Linked DNA regions of Sus scrofa: region 2 is linked to region 1. A link is a contact called in public HiChIP or PLAC-seq data. All regions are on one chromosome and are shown on one strand. Each heading gives the region's core, a stretch centred on a gene start, on an enhancer-like site or on the middle of the called end of the contact. The rest is flanking DNA. Distances are from core to core; before and after follow the strand shown. Region 1 overlaps LOC110255736. Region 2 overlaps LOC110255736.

Region 1 (4,325 bases), core at 1,508-4,007:
TGTGAGAGTATAACAGTGTCACACATTTAAAATTCAGTGTGAGTCCACACGGAAGTAGAAATGGATAAACACACACAATATACACACTTATGTAGAAATTTTGAAATGCTTATGACACCAAATTGCAATTGACTTTATCTCTCAAGGAAGGAATGTTTTATTATTAAAAATAATAATTATCTTTCTGACTGAAAAGGGACAATATTAACTTCATGAGGGTAGGGCTGTACGTATGGCGTGTGGTGGAATAGCTCTCAGTTCTCAATGCCTAGTTCCTGTAGAGGTGACATGGCTGGAAAACAGGTCTTTGCAGATAAGATAAAGCTCTTGGGATGACGTCGTCTTGGGGTTATTAGAGTGGGCCCTATATCCATGACTGGTGTTCTAATCGTAGAAAAGAGAGAGAGATTCTAGAAAAGCCAGTGTGAAGACAGAGGCCAAGATGGGAGGGAAGCCACAAGCCAGGGAGCACCCAGGATGCCAGGAGCCACCGAGGCAGAAGGGAGGGCGGGTATCAATCCCCCCCAGAGATTTCTGAAGACATCAGCTCTGCCAACACCCCGATTTTAGACTTCTGGTCTCCAGAGCTGTGAGGGAGCAAACTTGTGTTGTTTTCAGGTGACATAATGAATTAGGACAGTCCTAGGAGACTAATACACATGGGCAGATCAAGCAATTCAAAGAGGTGGTACCATGCCAGTGGGAATGATTTCCTTGATCAGAGAGGAGGTGGGATAGGACGAGGCACCTGGAGACCTTCTGTCCTTGACCGAGGTGACAGGACAACGGTGTCTGCCTCACAAGAATTCCTTCAGTGCTGTGGTTGTTTTATGTGCTTTTCCGTTGCTGAGTCCCGTTTTCTTTTTTTCCCAGTACCTTCCTATATCTTCACTTCTATTTCATTCTCTGAAATATCCTGATATAATTGGCACTCGTTTCACCAGCCCCATAGCGCTGCGTTTTCTCCTTTGATTCAGTTGTGAATAATGTGATAATGTGAAGTCATGCCTTCTCAGGGAGGAAAGCCGTGCCACGTCCCTGCTCAGGCTCTCTGACGTGCTGGTACCTACTGCAAAGAGATGCTGTTTCTGACCTTGATCTCACTGCACCTGCATAGCCTGGCCGACTGACAGTGAAGCCAGTTGGGCACAATGCACGCATGTATCAGAACATCATGTGAAACGCCTTGAATACACACAGTTTTTGTGTGTCTGTCGTCCCTCCGTGAATCCGGGGGAAATCAATGAGAACATACTTTTTTTCTCTTTTAAATTACCGGTTCTTGCATAGAAAGCTCACATGTTGAAACCATACGTATTCTTCAGCCAAAGGAAGGTCTATGAATATTGTAGAAGGCATCCGAGTCCTCTTTTCAATAAAAAAGCTTTTGAAGTCCACATACAATCCACCCCCATTTAGAATTCCTGCCATTCTTTCTAGAAGGAATTGACGGGTGTCTGATAATTTATTCCTGACAAAATCATTCTAATTATGTTGATGCTTTTCCTGCCATTTTTCCAATTAATAGTTATCATTTACATCCGTAACTGATGTCATCTCTCGGTTGTCTGTTCTTCTCTACCTCTTTTAAAGAAGTGGCTTTTGCTGCCTGTTTTGAAGCAGCTGGCTCACCCCAAAATGCATGTCATGGTTCTTTGCTGACTTGAACACACCATAAAAAAAAAAAAACCAGTCTTGTACTTCTTCCTCCCAAGTCCAATGTCCAATTTAGTTTTTCACCTTCACATCATAAATGATGCATACTCCTTGACCTTTCAAAATATGGTATCAAAATGGAGACTAAAAATAGCATCGAGCATTTCTCCTTGGGTTTTTAATGTCATCTATTATCTGCTTTTCATTTTCTCTCTCTCTTTAGGATGGAGAAATCCTTCTTGACCCACCCCTGCTCTTCTTTTGAGGGATTGTTTTTTAAAAAAGCAAAGATTTCTCTACCGCCTTCGTGTTTCTTATCAGACGTAGCGTGTATGGTTTGTCCACAGCAAAACATATGAATCATAATAAAAATCGCATTCTGTTTCCCAGGAACTATATTCATTTTAACAAGTAGTTTTCTAGCTTATGACTGGTGGGTCAGCCTTCTGAAATGAAGAGTCTCTGTGTGCTGTGGAGCTTTCTTTGTTTACTCACTCATTTTCTGTAGTTTTTCCCTTTTATTAAGACTGGTATGCAATGAAATGGGGAGGTTCCCATCGTGGCTCACTGGGTTAAGAACCTGACTAGCATCCCTGAGGATGTGAGTTTGATCCCTGGCCTCGCTCAGTGGGTTAAGGATCTGGTGTGGCTGTGGCTGTGGCGAAGGCCAGCAGATGCAGCTCTCATTCCACCCCCAGCATGGGAACTTCCATATGCTGCAGGTGGGGCCCTAAAAAGACCAAAAAAAAAAAAAAATCGAAAAGAGCCAATAAAAGCCTAAAAGCCACATAATTCCAGGACCAGTGGCTTCCTTATTCTCGCTCTGTCCCTCTCCATCACCTCTCTTTCCCCCTCCGGCTCCTTCTCCCTCTCTCTGACCATCAGTAGGAGAGAGACACCAGTTGGTTGGGCTTAGATTCCAGCTCTGGTTCTCCTCTACTTGGCTCTGTACAAATAGGTCATTTGCTTCAACACTCTTGGTCTCCCCTTTGCCAAATATGTTCTGGCCAAAAAAACCCAGGTTCAAATTAGCCCTCTTCAGAAGTCCAACAACTAAAACAGCTGTGAGCAGAAATGTTTGGGTGTGTGTGTGTATGTCCTTGTTGAGAGCGGTGAGGTAAACAGGAGAGCCACTGACCCTTATTCTTCGTCCTATGTCCCTGGAACAGTATAGGGCCAGCCCTTGTGCTAACTGATTTCTTGAGTCCTGGCTATTTGGGCACTTTTTTATAACTTAGTTTATGAGCTTAGTCGTGGATATGACTAGTGAACTACTGACTTAGGGAAATGCTAGTAGTCCGATCTGTTTTGGTTGTAAACATTTATTTTAGAATCTGTTACTGTGAGAAATATGGGAGCTAGGAAGATTGACTTAATGGCTTATGGTATTTTAAATATATAAGTATGTATGTGTAGAGAGAGGGAGAGAAAGTATATATATATATATATACACACATATATATATACACAAACATTCACATATGTGTGTGTGTGTATATATATATATACACACATTCACATACGTGTATATATATATACACATATACATTCACACACGTGTATATGTATATATACATTCACACACGTGTATGTATATATACATTCACACGTGTGTGTGTGTGTATGTGTATATATATATATAGATATCTCATCTCACTTACAGTTCTGTTATTTTCTCGAGGCTACAAAATTGTTCCAATGATAGTGGTTTTCAGGAACCTTTAATAAATGGCTATTAACAGGCTATGATCTTTACTAAACATATAGTTCATAAAGTTCTTCCTGTGATAGACCCTGGGCTAGGTGCTATGTTGGTATGTATGTATGTATGTGTATATTTATGTACGTACTTATTATGCTTTTGGCTGCACCTGCTGCACGCAAAAGTTCCCAGGCCAGGGATTGAGCTCACGCCACAGCAGTGACCCAAGCCACAACAGTGACCATGCCAGGTCCTTCACCAGCTGCACTCCCAGGGAACTCCTATGCTGGTATTTAGTTAGTACGCTTTAGTACTCATCTCAGTGGCTTACAACAACACTCATTTCTCACTCCTGTTATGTTGTCAGCAGCAGCAGGCTGGCTTCTGTGCTGGTGCTCTGTATACCCCCTCATTCCATGACCCAGTTCCAAGGAGTAGGCTTTATTAGGCATCCTTTCGGCAGAAGGGATAAGCAAGAGAGCTGGGAAAAGTTCACGAGGTGTTTTACAGCTTGCATGCAGTGTAGCTCACGTTTGGTTATATTCCGTCTCCTAAAGCAATCGCTTGCCCAAGTTCACCATCAATGGAACAGGATAATACACTGCTCCTTCTTCTAGGGAACATCGCAAGTTCTATGGTAATGCTCAAGGTATAAATTCCTCTTACAGGGAAGGGTAGGGAGTAAATAACTTGAAAAAAAAATACTGCCATCTTCCATGGTTCCAAAGTTAATTGAACAGAAATGCTGCCTTGCAAGTGGCTTATAATTTAGTGGGGGAGAGAAGGGATGCACACAACAAGCCAGAGCACCAGGGTTGCCTGTGACAAGAGTCACAGCAAAGGTAGAGGTGAAATGCTAGGTGTGTTCAGAAGAGGGATGGAAGCCAAGATCATTCGAGGGCAGTTGGAGGAGGCTTCCTAGAGGGAGTGTGTCAGTCAATTGAATTCTTGCAAGTAGTACATTTTG
Region 2 (4,110 bases), core at 1,508-4,007, 160 kb before region 1:
TGTCTTCTGTCATGTTGCCTGCTCTTTGCAGCTTTTTCTAGATGTTTCCAACCTCCTGCTGCCATTGACAGTGGTGGGGTTTCCAGACTTTGGGTTGGTAGACAGAGATGCTGGAAATGGTTAGTCCAGGGACTGGACGGTGGTTGACATGTCGGGGGCGGGGGGGTCCCAGGAAGTCATTCAAGACTTTTGGGATGGTCGTGGAAGAGAGAGAAAGTAACCGCTCCTGAAACAACTTTGTGTGTCGTGGGAGGCAGGAAAGACGACCTCCAAGTCTACGGGGAGTTGGGTCTGACGATAGAAACACAGAACGGGGGAGTCTTAGTGCCATGAGCCTCAGTTCTGGCTGCGCATTGGGCTACCTGGGGACTTAAAAATGTTACTTCCCAGGACCCAGAGAGTCTGGATGAATTGGTTCAGGTTGTGGCCCGGGCACTCCTTTCTTTGTGCTCCCCCTGTGATTTTAGTGTGTGGTGGGGTTGAAAACCTCATCTAACTCATTCTCTTTATCTTGCAGATGAATAAACTATCTTTGAGAGCTTAAATAACTGACCCCAAATAAAGGCCATACAGTCAATTATTGGCCACTGAACTCAGACCCAGGCTCTTCCCTGGAGCAAAATCTCTGCCCTAACACTTTGGATTGATTTTTTTTTTCTTTCTTTTTCTTTTTTTTTAAATTCAGTCTTTTTAGGGCCGTTTTGGTGGCATATGGAAGTTCCCAGGCTAGAGGCTGAATTGGAGCTGCAGCTGCCAGCCTATGTCACAGCCACAGCACCAGGTCCAAGCTGTGTCTGCTGGATCCTTAACCCATGACCGAGGCCAGGAGTCGAACCTGCGTCCTCATGGATACTAGTCGGGTTCATTACCACTGAGCCACGAGGGGAGCTCCCTGTATTGATCCTTTTACAGAGAGGAGCTACAGTGTTTATGTCTTTAAGCTGAAATCTGGATGTATTATTTGAATAGCGCTAGCATATTCTAGAAGGGCTGTGAAGAAGCAAGACTGTTCCAGAAACGTTGGTGATCTATGGCCCCAGGATCTGGAGGTGGTGAAGAGCTAGGTTTTGGAGTCACAGGAGCCTGGTTTTAAATGGTGACTTTGCCACTACCGGCTATGTGACCTTGGCCTGTTACCTAACATCTCTGAGCCTCATTTTATCTGTAATGAAAGTGTTTCTTTCCTTAGAGAGTCAACGCAGACTGGTTTCTTGGTTGTGAAGATTACATAAGATAAACTCATAGGGCTCGTAGCATGTAATTTTTGCCTTTTATTCTATTTTATTTTCGTGTCTATTTTATTTTAGTGTATGGCTGCACCCATGGCATGTGCATGTTCCCGGGACAGGGACTGAATCCGAACCGCAGTTACAACTTACAAAGTTAAAGTGGGATCCTTTAACCCACTGCCCTGGCCAAGGGTCACACCTGTACCTCTGCAGTGACCCGAGCCGCTGTAGTCAGATCTTAACTCATTGTGCCCCAGTGGAACTCCTGATTCGTGCCTTTTAAATGGTAGCAGGAGCAGTAGTTGTTATCACTAGTAGTATTTTTATTTTTACATTTCTGTGTACCTGCCTTCTAGAAGAGTGGGTCTCAACCAGTGCTGGGTTTGGACCCCCAGGGAACATTTGGCGGGGCCTGGAGCTATTCCGATCGTCTTCATGGGGAGAGGGACGCTACTGCCACCTAGTGGGTAGAGACCAGGTTCGCTGCTGACCATTCCTAGTGTACAGGACGGAGCCCCCCCAGCCCATTCAACCCAGTGGTACCAAGATGGAGAGACCCTACTCTGGATATCTGAAAAGAATTAGGAGCTTGAAGGTCAGAACTGTTGGATGGTGTTGGGGTGATGGATTTGGTTCTTGCACTGGCAAAGAGGCACTGAGTTTAGGGGGCTGTGGGCAGTCCCACATCTACCCTCACTGCTGCAGAGGAAGTGAGTTCTTGTGGGAACCTGCATCTAATAACGCTGATGGAGTTCCCATTGTGGCTCGTGGGGTAACGAACCCGACGAGTATCTGCAAGGATGTGGGTTTGATCCCTGGCCCCACTCAGTGGGTTAAGGATCCCACGTTGCTGTGGTGGGGTGTAGGCAGGCAGCTGCAGTTCTGATCTGACCCCTAGCCTGGGAACCTCCCTATGCCGCAGGTGCGGCCCTAAAACAAAATACTAATAACCCTGAGATTCCCCCCTGCGACCTACACCACAGCTCACGCAGGAGCTGGATCCTTAACCCACGGAGGGAGGGCGGGGATTGAACCTGCATTCTCATGGATACTGGTTTTGTTAGCACAACGGAAACCCCCCACACTGAGATCTATACCCCTTAAGGGTGCTGTGAGGATAAGCCTGCCCCGAGAGCGTAGAGACGCTGGTACGAAAGGCTAAATAAAGCCAAGACGATTGCATCAGGTCCCGCGGGAGGGCTGCCTTCCTGCGCGGTGGTGTTCTGGGCACCTGGGCGTTGCATGAGCCCTCGTCTCTCATGAGCTCATCGTTTATAAATGACAGCCACCCAAGTTGGAAAGTATGACCCCCCCCTCCCCCCGGGTTGGCAAGTGGAAAACTTACTCAGCTTTCTTGCTGGAGCCTCGTGTCTTAACTTATTTATCTTAAAAATAAGACGAATATACTGCTGCAGGCAAGCTCCGTTATGTGAGAAGAGAAAAATGCGTGTAAGAAGTTCTTGAGAGCGCAAACTTTGTCAAGGTTACCGCTGTTATTTCTTTTGGTTGCGGTGGAGCAAGTGGACACTAGGTGGCGCTACGTTCTCGCGCGAGAGGAAGCTCTGCCTTGGGTGTAAGTTATCACTGTCGGTCCTGGAGCACACGCACCCCAGAGTGAAAAATATAGTAACAGGCAAGATTTAGTTCTTAAAATAAGTCAGCGGCCCAGTGAAGCAAATACAGCCATGGCAGGTACATTTTTTTGCTTCAACTGATGGAGAAGGGCATTTATTGCCTACAGGCATCTGGCTACAGATATCAAATGATAAAAACACGCAATGTAATGAAACCTCGCAGCAGGCCTGGCCTCAGGAGAGAATGGGAGGCAGCTGGGCCCAGCCATGGGCCCGGGATCTGGCACGGATGTTCTTCTGCCGTGACGGTTTCATAAATGCGCAGTTGTCCTGCAAAGACCGTTCCCATCGTCTGTTGGCTCTTCCCCGCACCTCGCCACGTCTCTGAGCCTCAGTGTTTCACCAGTTAGAATAGGGATGGCTTTCCTCGCCGGGGTCCTTGTTAGAGGGTGAGCAGAGTGACGATCACACCAAGAGAGGAAGTCGGGTTGCATGTTGTCATGGTGATGGGGCCAGACTACTCCCCAGACCCTCCGCCGGCACCCCCCCCCCCCCCCCCCCCCCGCCCCGGCCTCTAACGCCACTGCAAGGGGATTTTTGGATTTCCTGGCCCTCAGGCAAGTTCACAATCCTCTCGCCACTCTTCTCCACACTCTGTAGACTCTACTGCAAAGTGCCTCCCAGGTGGGTTTAGAAAGGGAGGTACAGGGGTAAAAGGGTGGCTTCAGGCCCAACAGTCCTGTTTTCCAGCTCTGCCACGAGCTAGCCCTTTGACCTTGGAAATGACCTTCCACCAAAGCCTTAGCGCTCTGCGCTCACCTGTAAAATATGGATGCAAAGGGCAGGGTGTTTGCCAGAGGGGCTGAACATCTCTGAATGAATGCGCACCAATCAGAACCCCAGAGGATTGCAGATCCAGCGGCCAGACGGCAGAGGGGGAGTTCCGCCCAGAGGAGGGGCCTCGGATGGAGGTGCGCCCCGCCAGTCCCACCAGTCCTTTCGTTTTGCTTGGGTCAGCCCAGCCCTGGTCCCTCCCGAGCTTTGTAAACTTTTACCATCCACTCTCTGCTCTTCCGCCGTTTTCCTCCAGGTACTGCTGGCTCCTGGATGGAGGGGCAGGGCAGGGTGGCACCTTAGGGACACCAGCTTCCTCAGTTAGTGTTCAGGGCACCTGCAAGGTTGTTTCATCCTAGGAAACGAAGATGAATCACTGGCAAGTTCTGGGCGGGGGTGGGGGGTATGGTAGAGATGGGGGGGTGTATTACCTCTCACCTCTGATGGAGCAGGGGGGTGGGAGATGCAGCAGC

What was found. HiChIP or PLAC-seq counts read pairs in DNA pulled down with a chosen protein or histone mark.
Region 2: a contact with region 1 is called in an H3K27ac HiChIP or PLAC-seq map of skeletal muscle, with 3 times the contacts expected there. The contact joins two enhancer-like sites. A contact is called at or near these places in 1 of 47 Hi-C or Micro-C datasets (liver) and 1 of 2 datasets of contacts at active chromatin or transcription factors (skeletal muscle).

What each region holds. Positions count from the first base shown.
Region 1 is chr10:11,137,158-11,141,482 of Sscrofa11.1, reverse strand. The region is part of intron 5 of LOC110255736; the gene reads left to right. Among named protein-coding and RNA genes, the nearest start is that of TRNAT-UGU, 170 kb to the left of the region's middle. Within about 2 kb of position 2,757, at least 1 of the 83 cell types and tissues checked has an H3K27ac peak or open chromatin away from gene starts, as enhancers often do. A contact at or near this core is called in skeletal muscle, where this site is marked.
Region 2 is chr10:11,302,013-11,306,122 of Sscrofa11.1, reverse strand. All of the region lies in intron 2 of LOC110255736, which reads left to right. Among named protein-coding and RNA genes, the nearest start is that of TRNAT-UGU, 9.3 kb to the left of the region's middle. Within about 2 kb of position 2,757, at least 27 of the 83 cell types and tissues checked have an H3K27ac peak or open chromatin away from gene starts, as enhancers often do. A contact at or near this core is called in skeletal muscle, where this site is marked.